Regions from separate parts of the Mus musculus genome. Here regions 2 and 3 are each linked to region 1. Evidence: chromatin contacts called from public Hi-C and HiChIP or PLAC-seq data. All regions are on one chromosome and are shown on one strand. Each heading gives the region's core, a stretch centred on a gene start, on an enhancer-like site or on the middle of the called end of the contact. The rest is flanking DNA. Distances are from core to core; before and after follow the strand shown. Region 1 holds the start of Mmp2 (matrix metallopeptidase 2). Region 2 has its middle 26 kb from the start of Slc6a2. Region 3 overlaps Lpcat2 (lysophosphatidylcholine acyltransferase 2).

Region 1 (3,363 bases), core at 523-3,022:
CACTATACTGTTCCTAAAGGCGCTAGAATAGACAGATTTCCCCAGATGATTGGCAGGCCCATTTGGGTTGATTTTCTGGGTAAGGCAATGGTACATGAAGTGTTCTTCACGGATAAGAATTGCACAAGGTTTGGGGTTCCTGGAATTAGGTTCAGTTAGTTATCAACTAATAACTACCAGGCAGTTCTGGTACTTGATGTCTCCTTCTGGGATAGGATTCAGATCACATTCCTCTCGCCAATAGCATCCCCCAGCTCAGGTCCTTGTTTCTACAGCTGTGGTGTAGGAGAGAGGGGTCTAGCCCTGATGTCCTTCAAGGTGGCTAGCTCCGTAACGTAGTAGGAGACATGTGGGCAAAGGTGACAACCGTGAATCCCTGACCAGGTGGTAGAGAATAACAAAGTCTTGTCTGAAGAGGACGACCTAGCCTCAGCTAGTGGCTGCCATATGGAAACTGGCACCCGTGGTTGCCAGGTCTAGGGAACTTTTAAACAAAACCAGAATGTCTGATTTTTACATAAGGCTTCCCAAATTTCAAAATGCTATTCAGCCCACAAGCCACGAGTTTTCAACCCCTGCTTAAGTGAAACAACTTTTTCCGCTTTCACCACTCGCTCTCCAGCTTGGCTCTCTGACTATCCACAAGACTGGGTGGCCAGGAGCCAAATGGGGCTGAGCCAGAGGACAATCGCCCCTCCCCAGAGGTCCTTTCTACCCCCTACTCCCCAAAGCCAGAGCTGTCCCCTCAGATGGCCCAGCTCCCTCCTACAGATTCTGGTCCCAAAAGACTCCTTGCAGCTGACCCTGGCTAACCCACTCTACAGCCTGCTGGGCAAGTCTGAACTTGTCAGAAGACCACTAGATCCAAGCCACTAAGCTTTTTCAAGCCAAGGGATAGAGGACATACTCTACTCCCAGGATCTCCAACTCTGTTCAGGCAGGTGATGCTGGCTATCTCAGCACATGCCCTGGCTTCTTAATTAGATCCTAATCCCACCTCCTTTCCAGATTATCCTTGCTGGCCCCTGGGGCAGGATAACCTTACTTTTAAGACAGGGGGAATCTCCTTTGATAGAGCTTGCTGGAAATGTGTGTTCTGCTCCCACCAGGTACCCCAAGGTGCTCTTCCAGGAACAACTCAGAAGTCACATCGTCCAAGAAGCTTTTCTAGAATGTTCTTATTAGTTGTGTGTGTGTGTGGGGGGGGGAGTAAGTAAGGTCAGACTCAGTTGTCTTTCCTAAGAGAGGGAACATTTCTCAAGTTGGAGTGCTGTGTGCATCACTGTATTGTGTTCTATTGAGGACCACCAGTGAAACCAAGTAAACGTGTAGTTTGGAGAAGGAAGGCTGGTTAGATTCTATTAATTTCTATCTGGCTCTTTCTACTTCTATTCATTTCCTTGAGTGGCTCTATGGCTGATTATCTAACATTTCTGCTTTGGACCATCATGAAAGGTTGGGACCCTCTTGTTTCTAACTTTCACTTTTTGGACTCCTGTGCCCAGGAGCTCAGCGTCCTGATTCCAGTATCCCTCCAAAGGCAAGGCCCTGATCCAATCTTTAAATAAGAGTCTTCAGGACTCGCACCAGTTGTTTAGAGAAAGAGGACCTAGGTGCAGATGTGGAGTGGTAGCCCCCAGTTAGGGAGCAAGAAGGGCCAGGGTAGCTGGAGGCAGAAGGGGGATGGGGAATGGAAGAAGAGGTGGGAAGAAGCTGAGAAAGGGGGTGGGGAGGAGAGGGGCGGGTCGGACCTCACTTCCCCACCCTCCCCTCTCCACCCGGTGCTGCCAGCACTCTTCCAGCCCAGCCGGCCACATCTGGCGTCTGCCCGCCCTTGTTTCCGCTGCATCCAGACTTCCCTGGTGGCTGGAGGCTCTGTGTGCATCCAGGAGTTTAGATATACAAAGGGATTGCCAGGACCTGCAAGCACCCGCGGCAGTGGTGTGTATTGGGACGTGGGACCCCGTTATGAGCTCCTGAGCCCCGAGAAGCAGAGGCAGTAGAGTAAGGGGATCGCCGTGCAGGGCAGGCGCCAGCCGGGCGGACCCCAGGGCACAGCCAGAGACCTCAGGGTGACACGCGGAGCCCGGGAGCGCAACGATGGAGGCACGAGTGGCCTGGGGAGCGCTGGCCGGACCTCTGCGGGTTCTCTGCGTCCTGTGCTGCCTGTTGGGCCGCGCCATCGCTGCACCATCGCCCATCATCAAGTTCCCCGGCGATGTCGCCCCTAAAACAGACAAAGAGTTGGCAGTGGTAAGTTGCTATGCTGGCTTAGACAAATTTAGGAAATAGAAGACGCAGGCCACCCTCCCTCTTCTGACCCCCTCTACTGGCACACAGCCTTGGGAGGAACTTTGGTAAACATCTTTGAGGGTCTCTTTCTTGGCCAGTTGATGGAGAGGTTGGCTTTTGTAAACAACGGGGGTGGGGGTGGGGGTGGGGGGGAGGAGGCTTTGGTAAGAAGAGGCCACTGATAAGTAAGTTGGGGGAGTTCAGGGTACGTCCAAGGGACCAGGAAGAAGCAAAGGAGGGAGATGATTGCCCTGGGAAACATCTGGAAAGGGTTGCTTTTGTGAATAATAGGGACTTTGACTACTTACCTAAGGGATTTGGTTCTAGGAGGGCTTTATAAATGTCTTTTGGACCCAACAGGAGAGCTGGCAACAGAACCTTTGGCAAGCATCTTGTCAGGCCTTTAGGGCAATCAGTTTAAGGGGGAATCTCTTGAAAATGGGGTGTGTGCTTTCGCATATAATTTGTATAAGCCTTTGGCCACAAAAGGATAGCCAAAGCAAGGCTTGGCAAACTTCTGGGAAACTTTGGCACACATCTAGAGACAGGCCTTTGGTGAGATGCTGGAAGGGACCATTTGGCAAGTAATTTGAGGCTGGAGGGAAGCAGACTGTGCATTTTGAGGGATGTCTTGTTTTAATGCAGAAGTTGTCCAGGAGGGTCCAAGGAGAGTTTCTTTGAACTTTTCCCTGGGATCAGAGGACACAAGGAAACAACGCGCCTGGCTGGCAGGCCTGAGGAGCAGGAGCAGAAGGCCAGGGCGCGTGGGGCGGGGGCGGACTGAGCCGGGCTGGGGTCGGCCAGCGGCCAGTAAGACCTCCTTCTTGGCCAGACTCCAGAGCTGCGGCTTAGTTGTTGTGTGAGCGTGCGCCTGGCTCTAGGGCGTCCTGGCAGCAGCATCCATCGCATCCATCACATAAGCTAGATGGGGAGGCAACTGCAAAGCGGTACCCACTCTCCATCCACTGGCCATGGGTTGGTTTAGATGCTTTGCTGGGTCTCAGGACATGTCTCTTTATTGCCTTTATTCAATCATTTTAGAAATCTTCCAGTCAGCCTCTTCCCCAATCT
Region 2 (3,363 bases), core at 492-2,991, 110 kb after region 1:
GCTCCACAGATATGTGCAATTATAATGTGCCAATTTAAAATAAAAGCTTTTGTTTGTTCTGTGTTTGTTTTAAAGAGAAGGGCCTGGAGAGACTGCTCAGCAATTAAGGGCACTGGCTGTCCTTCCAGACGACCCAGATTGGATTCCCAGCATCTAGAAGGCAGCTCCCAGCTGCCCGTACCTCCAGTTCCAGGGCATCCAATGTGGTCTCCGCCCTCCACGAACACTACATGTAGGTTGTACATAGGCCTAACATGCAAACAAAACACCCACACACATAAATTTTAAAAAAATTAATTAAAAGAAAAGAAAAAAGAGAAACCCTATGTAATTCTACAATTATGGAAATTTAGTGATCTAGAAATAGCTCTCTAATGAACCCCCAATCTATCTGTATGTGATGTTGAACCTTTAAATGCTGAAGCAATAGGTCATTTCAGAGTTGTGTATGCTCAGGCAGAGTGGGAAAGTAATGGATTTTGATATCAAAATCCAGCAAGGAAATTGTTCCGTGAGTATTGTACTTTATTTATGACTACATTATCAAATTTTATTGAAATGTATAAAGGGTATTAATTTGTGGTGTCATCCCAGGACTCTATGGAGGGGTGAGCATTAAAGAAGAGAGAATTAATTTGCGTAATTGAGTTAAGATTGTTTTAGTTTCCTATGGCATCTAGTACTGCTTCATCTCATTGTGTGGACATTGTTTGGGTTTCCCTGGGCTAAAACAGGAGTACTGACAGGCTATGCTTCTTCCTCCTGTGGACTCCGAAGAGAACAGATTTCTTTGCCTGTGGCACCTTTGAGAGGCCACCACATTCCATACCTCATGGCTCTCTCTTCTGTCTTTGAAGACTGCAAGGATAACCAAGTTGTTTCCCCTTCATTTTGGTCTAACCCATGGGCCTGCATTTCTGCTTTCCTGAGTTCACCAAGGAAATCCAGGACAATTTGATTAGTAACTTGAATTTTATCTGCAGCCTTAGATGGTTTTACCATGCAAGGTAGCATATTCATGGGTTCAAAAATAGGAAAGGAACATTTAGAAGACCAATGGTCTGCCTATGTTCTTCAGGAAGTACACATCATAGTATAGAACCTGTGTACTCAGCTTTTCATTACTATAACAAATATCATGAAAATGAACTTTAAAAGAGGAAAGGCTAATTTGGTTCACAGTTTTGAAGGTTCCAGAAACTGGCAATCCCAGTCCCTTTTCAGTCTGTGACAAGGCAGTAAGATCATGGTGAAGGGTGGCCCACATTGGAGAAAGCTAACTCATGGCAGACAAGAAGTACGAAGGAGGAAGAGGGTAAGGTCCCAGCACTTCTCTCCAGAGCATGCTTGTACTGATCCAATGTCTGTCTTCTGGACCTCGCCTGTTAAATCTGCTACTTCCCAATAGCTTCATGGATCAGGGACAAAGCTTTAACACATTGGGCTTCGGATACTTATCCAAGGCATAGCAATCACAGTAGATTAAACAAGGCATTCACAGAATTCTTCCCTTCCCTACAATAACTGTCTCAGAAGAGAGAGGAACTTCCTTCACTTGATTATGTACCAGAAACCTCAAGAAAATACACACTTGTGAAGGCATTCCTCCAAAACCAAGGAGATAAGAATCGACTCTCCTGATTCACAGGATTCCTGTCACCACTGGAATGGAAGTTGTATGGAGCACATGGAGATAAGAAAAGCCAGACACAGGAAAAGGAAAATAAAACACATAAAATTTAACAGTGCACAGATTGATTAGTGCAGTTAACAAGAGCACTGTGCCGAGCCAGGCATGCTCATGACTATTACCCAGGCACCGCTAAAAGCAGGAGGATCATCACAAGTTTGTGAGTTCAAGGTCAACCGGGGACAGAGGGATTAAGACTCTTGTTTCAAAAACAGAACAAAATAAAACAAGACTGATACACATCATCTGTGCTTCAATGAGCTATCACTTACCCGACTGTTAAATGAAATGCTTTAAAAGAAGGGTATGGAGGAATAATCTAAAATAAATTCACAAGAACTTTGTGGAGGAAATTCTGAAAACATCGTTGGAATACACTCAATAAAGACAAGGAAAACGGAGAAGACACAATTAAATTTATAGGTTGACTTCATGGGCTAACCACGAAGGTCTCCTTCAATAGCTCATAAATTCCAAGCAATCACAGAGAAACTCGCCTGTGGTAGGCGGGTGCTTGTGGGTTTAGGGACAGAGCTGATAAGCACAGACTAGGAAAGGTAGCTGTAGAGTGTATGTGTGTTTGCAGAGTGGAGGATACAAACCGCAAAGGAGAGCCCAGGAAAAGCCATGTTTGATGCAGGGAACTTACCACATCACGGATGAAGTCTAAAACAGAGACAAAATTGTCATAGCAGTTCAGGTTAAAAGAATGCAAGCTAGAGACTGAGGGAGTATCCATGAGCAGGAAGACGGGTTTCTACTTCCTTTAACAAATATTTGTCAGGCACACTGAGTACTGCCAGAGTAGATGCCCGGGACACAGTAGTGAACAGGACAAACAGTCTTGATCTTCACAGGACACATTTTCAAATGAATACACCTCAGGCATCCATCCCTGACCTGGAAATTGGAAAACCTTCCTGAGCATGTCCATGATAACCTGAGTGGAGAAGTTGACACTTGAACTCACGAGCAGGTCATGGTGAGACTGCAGGGGCACTAAAAATATTTCTTTGAAAGTATTTTCTGGGGCCCAACAAGGTGGGTGGGCAAAGGGGGCTTGCAGCTGAGCCTGACGACTTGAGTTCTATCCCCGGAGGCCACATGGTGGAAGGTGAGAATTGACTGCTGTAAATTGTCCTCTCACCTCCACAAGGACATGGTACCCTGTGTATGCATGTGCACACTCGCTCTCAAAACAAACAAACAAACAAACAAACAAATAAATGTAAGACATGCTGCAAACTGTAAATGCATCTGTTGCTTAGACTTCAGCTTGTGAACTGAAATTCTGTACACGGAGCCACACCTGTGAGAAAGATTCTCCCGGGGTGGATGATGGATGACAATGTCCATGGCTGTGGAAATCTGGAATCCTGTGTCTCAGGAGCCAACCTGTCTTGGATATCTTTAAGTCCCTTAAAAGGCATTCCTTGCCAAATTCTGTATTTGACCTAATGTGTTTAGTGATGATCTAGCTGTGATTTCTTAGTGAAATTGAGCTGCCAGCTAAGAACATCACCAAGTAATAACTGGGACCTGGATAAGATTTCTCTGCTTCACTGTGCACAACCTATCTTATAGCTGCACCAAGATACTCTTGGAAGGTCCTTGAGTTGGAAATTTCTTTGTCATATGACTATAAAACTATCATGAAACTGTTACTATGTTGG
Region 3 (3,363 bases), core at 228-2,727, 84 kb after region 1:
TTCCATCTCGTCCTCTTCTCTCTCCCTGGCTTTCTCTAAGACAGAGATCACACTGTGGCTCCGACAAGCCTTCCTCTGTCTCTCTTGTCTAGAAAGGCTCTGTGATCAAGACTCCTCTTCCATGTTTTAAGAAGCAGAGATGGCCCTTTGGGAATCTAGGGATGCTATCATTGTTGAAGGATTCCCGGTGGGCACTTTCTATTGCAGATTCTTTTAAACTGAGAGACCAGGACAAAAAGAATCCTGATGCTCGGAGCCCAGCAAATGGGCATGATGCAGGGGCTAGACACTTTTTCAAATTCCCAAAACCTTCAGCTTTTAGACTTACTTATCAAAAAGCCTTAAAGGACACAGAGAGCTAACTTGTTCCAATCCAGACATCTCTGTTTCTGTTTTAGGATCATATGTGTAATTACATGTTTAGCCAAGCAAATAGTCACCCTTGGTTTGCCAATGAAAGACCCAATAGGAAAGTCGGACCTTAATCACTATAATTACTGTTTTTAAAGAAGTCATGAAAATCTTGACCAGCCTAGACCTTGGTTTGAAGATGGAAGAGGGAAGAAAGGAAGATTTACATCTAAAATTAGCTCATTTTCCCCCTATGGCAAGAGTTGTGCTGTACATTGATTTTTATCTATCTATCTATTTATTTATTTATCTATATTTTTAACTGAGTCAAGGGCTCACTCTGTAACCCAGGCTGGCTCAAACTTGGAGTGCTTCTATCTCAGTCCCTTGAGTGTTGGGATTACAGGTTCAGACTACTAGGCCCAGTTCACACTGGTTATTTTAAACTGACTTTTGAATATGTTATAGGTTTTGTGGATATTTTAACTTTTTTCCTTTTCAGTTGGTAATACACTTTGATAGTATATAGAACACTGCCACATCCTTTTCTGTGGGGCACACATGACAGCTACCTTCCTATCTTTTATTTCCCCTTTACGTCAAACTATACAGGTAGAGTAGTAGAGGGTTATAGTCGCAAGCAGTGGGATGAATTCTGGCTGATTGACAAAATTATTAATAGTTATGAGGCCAGGGAAGAAGCCAAGGAGAATGTGTTCGACCAGCCCAGCCCAGCCCAGCCCAGCCCAGAGGTCCTGACTATAGGAATGCCCAATACCCTTTCTTAAGTCCTACAGTCAAAGTGAGTGAGTAGTTCATAATTCACACCCAGGGTAGTCTAAAAGGTTTGGGGCCACAGGCTTAGTAGGAGGTACAGGACTATTTAATTAGGGGTTCTATAGTGTTTTGTACAATGGGAAATACCATTCCCCTGAGGAAACGGAGTGTCTAGCTTTCTACCAACGTCCAGACTTGGATTCATCAGAGATCTCTGAATTAGCCAACAGAGATGATTAGGAGTTCTTAGTAAGCGAGAGAAATCAAGGAGGAGAAGGGTCTAGAGTAGCTGTGGCCAAGAATCAATAAAGCAGAAGGAAGGCCCAGGATGGACCTTGTGAAGAGATAAAACAGGGAAGTGAGACCAGCAACTGTGCCAAGACTTTTAGAGTGTTAGGTGGCTGGGGAGAGTCATTAAAGGCTGGAAGGTTGGAGGAAAATTAGAGCCAGTGGGGAGCCAGTGCTACTGAATCCTGACCATTACTGTTTGAAGTCCAAGATACATAAGGAGCCTGTGGTCTACTTTACACACACACAGACACATACACATGCAAACACACACACACACATACACACACGCACACAGAGTTCTCTATCTCTCTCGCTCTCTTTCTCTCTCTTTCTCTTTTTCTCTCTCTCTCTCTCTTACACACACACTCACACACCAGTTAAAAACTTAACACAGGAAATGGGCCCGAAGCCTGTTTTCCCATCCATGAGGTAACAAATTCCAACTTTTTTTGTTTGTTTGTTTGTTTTGTTTTTTTGGGTTTGTTTTGTTTTGGTTTTTGTTTGTTTGTTTTCGAGACAGGGTTTCTCTGTGTAGCCATGGCTGTCCTGGAACTCACTCTGTAGACCAGGCTGGCCTCAAACTCAGAAATTCACCTGCCTCTGCCTCCCAAGTGCTTGGATTAAAGGTGTGCCCCACCATGCCTGGCAAATCCCAACTTTGAATGATGTATTTTTTTCACTCACTAACTTTGAGTCTTCATTTATACTTCCTTCCTTGATCATCAGGTCTCCCCAGTGCCATTATTTTTCTATGTCTCTGATCTAATATTTTGTCTAAAGTAGGAATTTCAACTTCTGGGACTTTCAGTACTGACTGCCAGCATTTGAATGCTAGCTCTGCCTCTTGCAGGCTCTATGGCCTGGGGTAGAACCACCTCCCTTCATTGGGCCTCAGCTTCCACATGTCCAGGAGAGGGCTGATGGTGGCACCCATTGATCCAACACTATTGGGAGCATTAAGGATTAATATACATGAAAAGGGAACTGAATACCATTGATCAGTGCCTGTAAAGAATGAGTTCTAATGAAAAGTTCTTAATACCCCAGAAAGGATTTTGATTATTCGTTATCCATCATGTCTTTACTCCTTTAATACTGCCTGACTTCTTACCTCCCCAGTCTAGTGATTTTTTTTTTCTACCTATAAATATAGCAACCACCTTTCATGCCTGCCTTGGTTCACTGCCTCCCGCCCTCCATTCTGTAAGCTGTCCTTGATGCCCACACCACTTGTATTGCTGTCACTGGTCTGTCTTCTGATTCTCGTTACCACCTCCCCTTTGGTTCTTGGAAGCATCTCATTCCTAATTACCAAATCTAGCAGCCATTTTGTTCTTCTCAGCATTCCCATGACTTTGTAGTCTGGTGCCTGTCACCACTGTCAAGTCTTGTTTCTGTTATTAAACCCGCTGTTAGCGTTTGAAGGCACATTCATCTGTCTGCTCCTAAATCTCGTTTCCTCTTCTGCCCACACGTCTCAGTGGTGGCTGCACAGGGCCGTACCTCTGCTCCGTTTCTTCTCTCCACACAAGCTGCATACATGCATACATGCATGCATACATACATGCATACATACATACATGCATACATACATACATGCATACATACATACATGCATACATACATACATACATGCATACATGCATACATGCATACATGCATACATACATACATACATGCATACATACATACATGCATACATACACACATGCATACATACATACATACATGCATACATGCATACATACATGCGCACATACATGCATACATGCATACATGCATACATGCATACATGCTTTCCGTTCTTTCCTGGATCTCTACCTGAGGCCTCATCAGTCTCGTGAACTTGTAGCTGATTTTTTTTTCCTTACTCTTGGCACTTGTAACTCAAATCTAATTTTCTAGGTCCAACTCTTGGTCTCATCTGGTAGTAATTCTCATGGC

The links. Hi-C and Micro-C count contacts between places; a contact is called where the count stands out from the background. HiChIP or PLAC-seq counts read pairs in DNA pulled down with a chosen protein or histone mark.
Region 2: a Hi-C map of uterus shows a contact between it and region 1, with 2.2 times the contacts expected there. The contact joins the enhancer-like site here to the promoter of Mmp2 in region 1. A contact is called at or near these places in 16 of 39 promoter capture datasets (the 3T3-L1 cell line, the HPC-7 cell line, HPC-7-derived erythroid cells and 10 more), 5 of 484 Hi-C or Micro-C datasets (embryonic fibroblasts, embryonic stem cells, trophoblast stem cells and 1 more), 1 of 115 datasets of contacts at active chromatin or transcription factors (the HPC-7 cell line) and 2 of 9 other capture datasets (liver and pancreatic islet).
Region 3: a contact with region 1 is called in an H3K27ac HiChIP or PLAC-seq map of microglia, with 5 times the contacts expected there. The contact joins the enhancer-like site here to the promoter of Mmp2 in region 1. A contact is called at or near these places in 14 of 39 promoter capture datasets (the 3T3-L1 cell line, 3T3-L1-derived adipocytes, the HPC-7 cell line and 8 more), 6 of 484 Hi-C or Micro-C datasets (bone marrow-derived macrophages, embryonic fibroblasts, embryonic stem cells and 2 more), 3 of 115 datasets of contacts at active chromatin or transcription factors (the HPC-7 cell line, fibro-adipogenic progenitors and microglia) and 5 of 9 other capture datasets (adipose tissue, embryonic stem cells, liver and 2 more).

Annotation. Positions count from the first base shown.
Region 1 is chr8:92,825,525-92,828,887 of GRCm38.p6, forward strand. Mmp2 (matrix metallopeptidase 2) reads left to right here and starts at 1,773. Exons shown (of 13, transcript NM_008610.3): 1 at 1,773-2,253. The coding sequence starts at 2,101.
Region 2 is chr8:92,933,275-92,936,637 of GRCm38.p6, forward strand. No RefSeq gene overlaps it. Among named protein-coding and RNA genes, the nearest start is that of Slc6a2, 26 kb to the right of the region's middle. Within about 2 kb of position 1,742, at least 3 of the 459 cell types and tissues checked have an H3K27ac peak or open chromatin away from gene starts, as enhancers often do. A contact at or near this core is called in uterus, where this site is marked.
Region 3 is chr8:92,910,189-92,913,551 of GRCm38.p6, forward strand. All of the region lies in intron 12 of Lpcat2 (lysophosphatidylcholine acyltransferase 2), which reads left to right. Among named protein-coding and RNA genes, the nearest start is that of Capns2, 10 kb to the left of the region's middle. Within about 2 kb of position 1,478, at least 1 of the 459 cell types and tissues checked has an H3K27ac peak or open chromatin away from gene starts, as enhancers often do. A contact at or near this core is called in microglia, where this site is marked.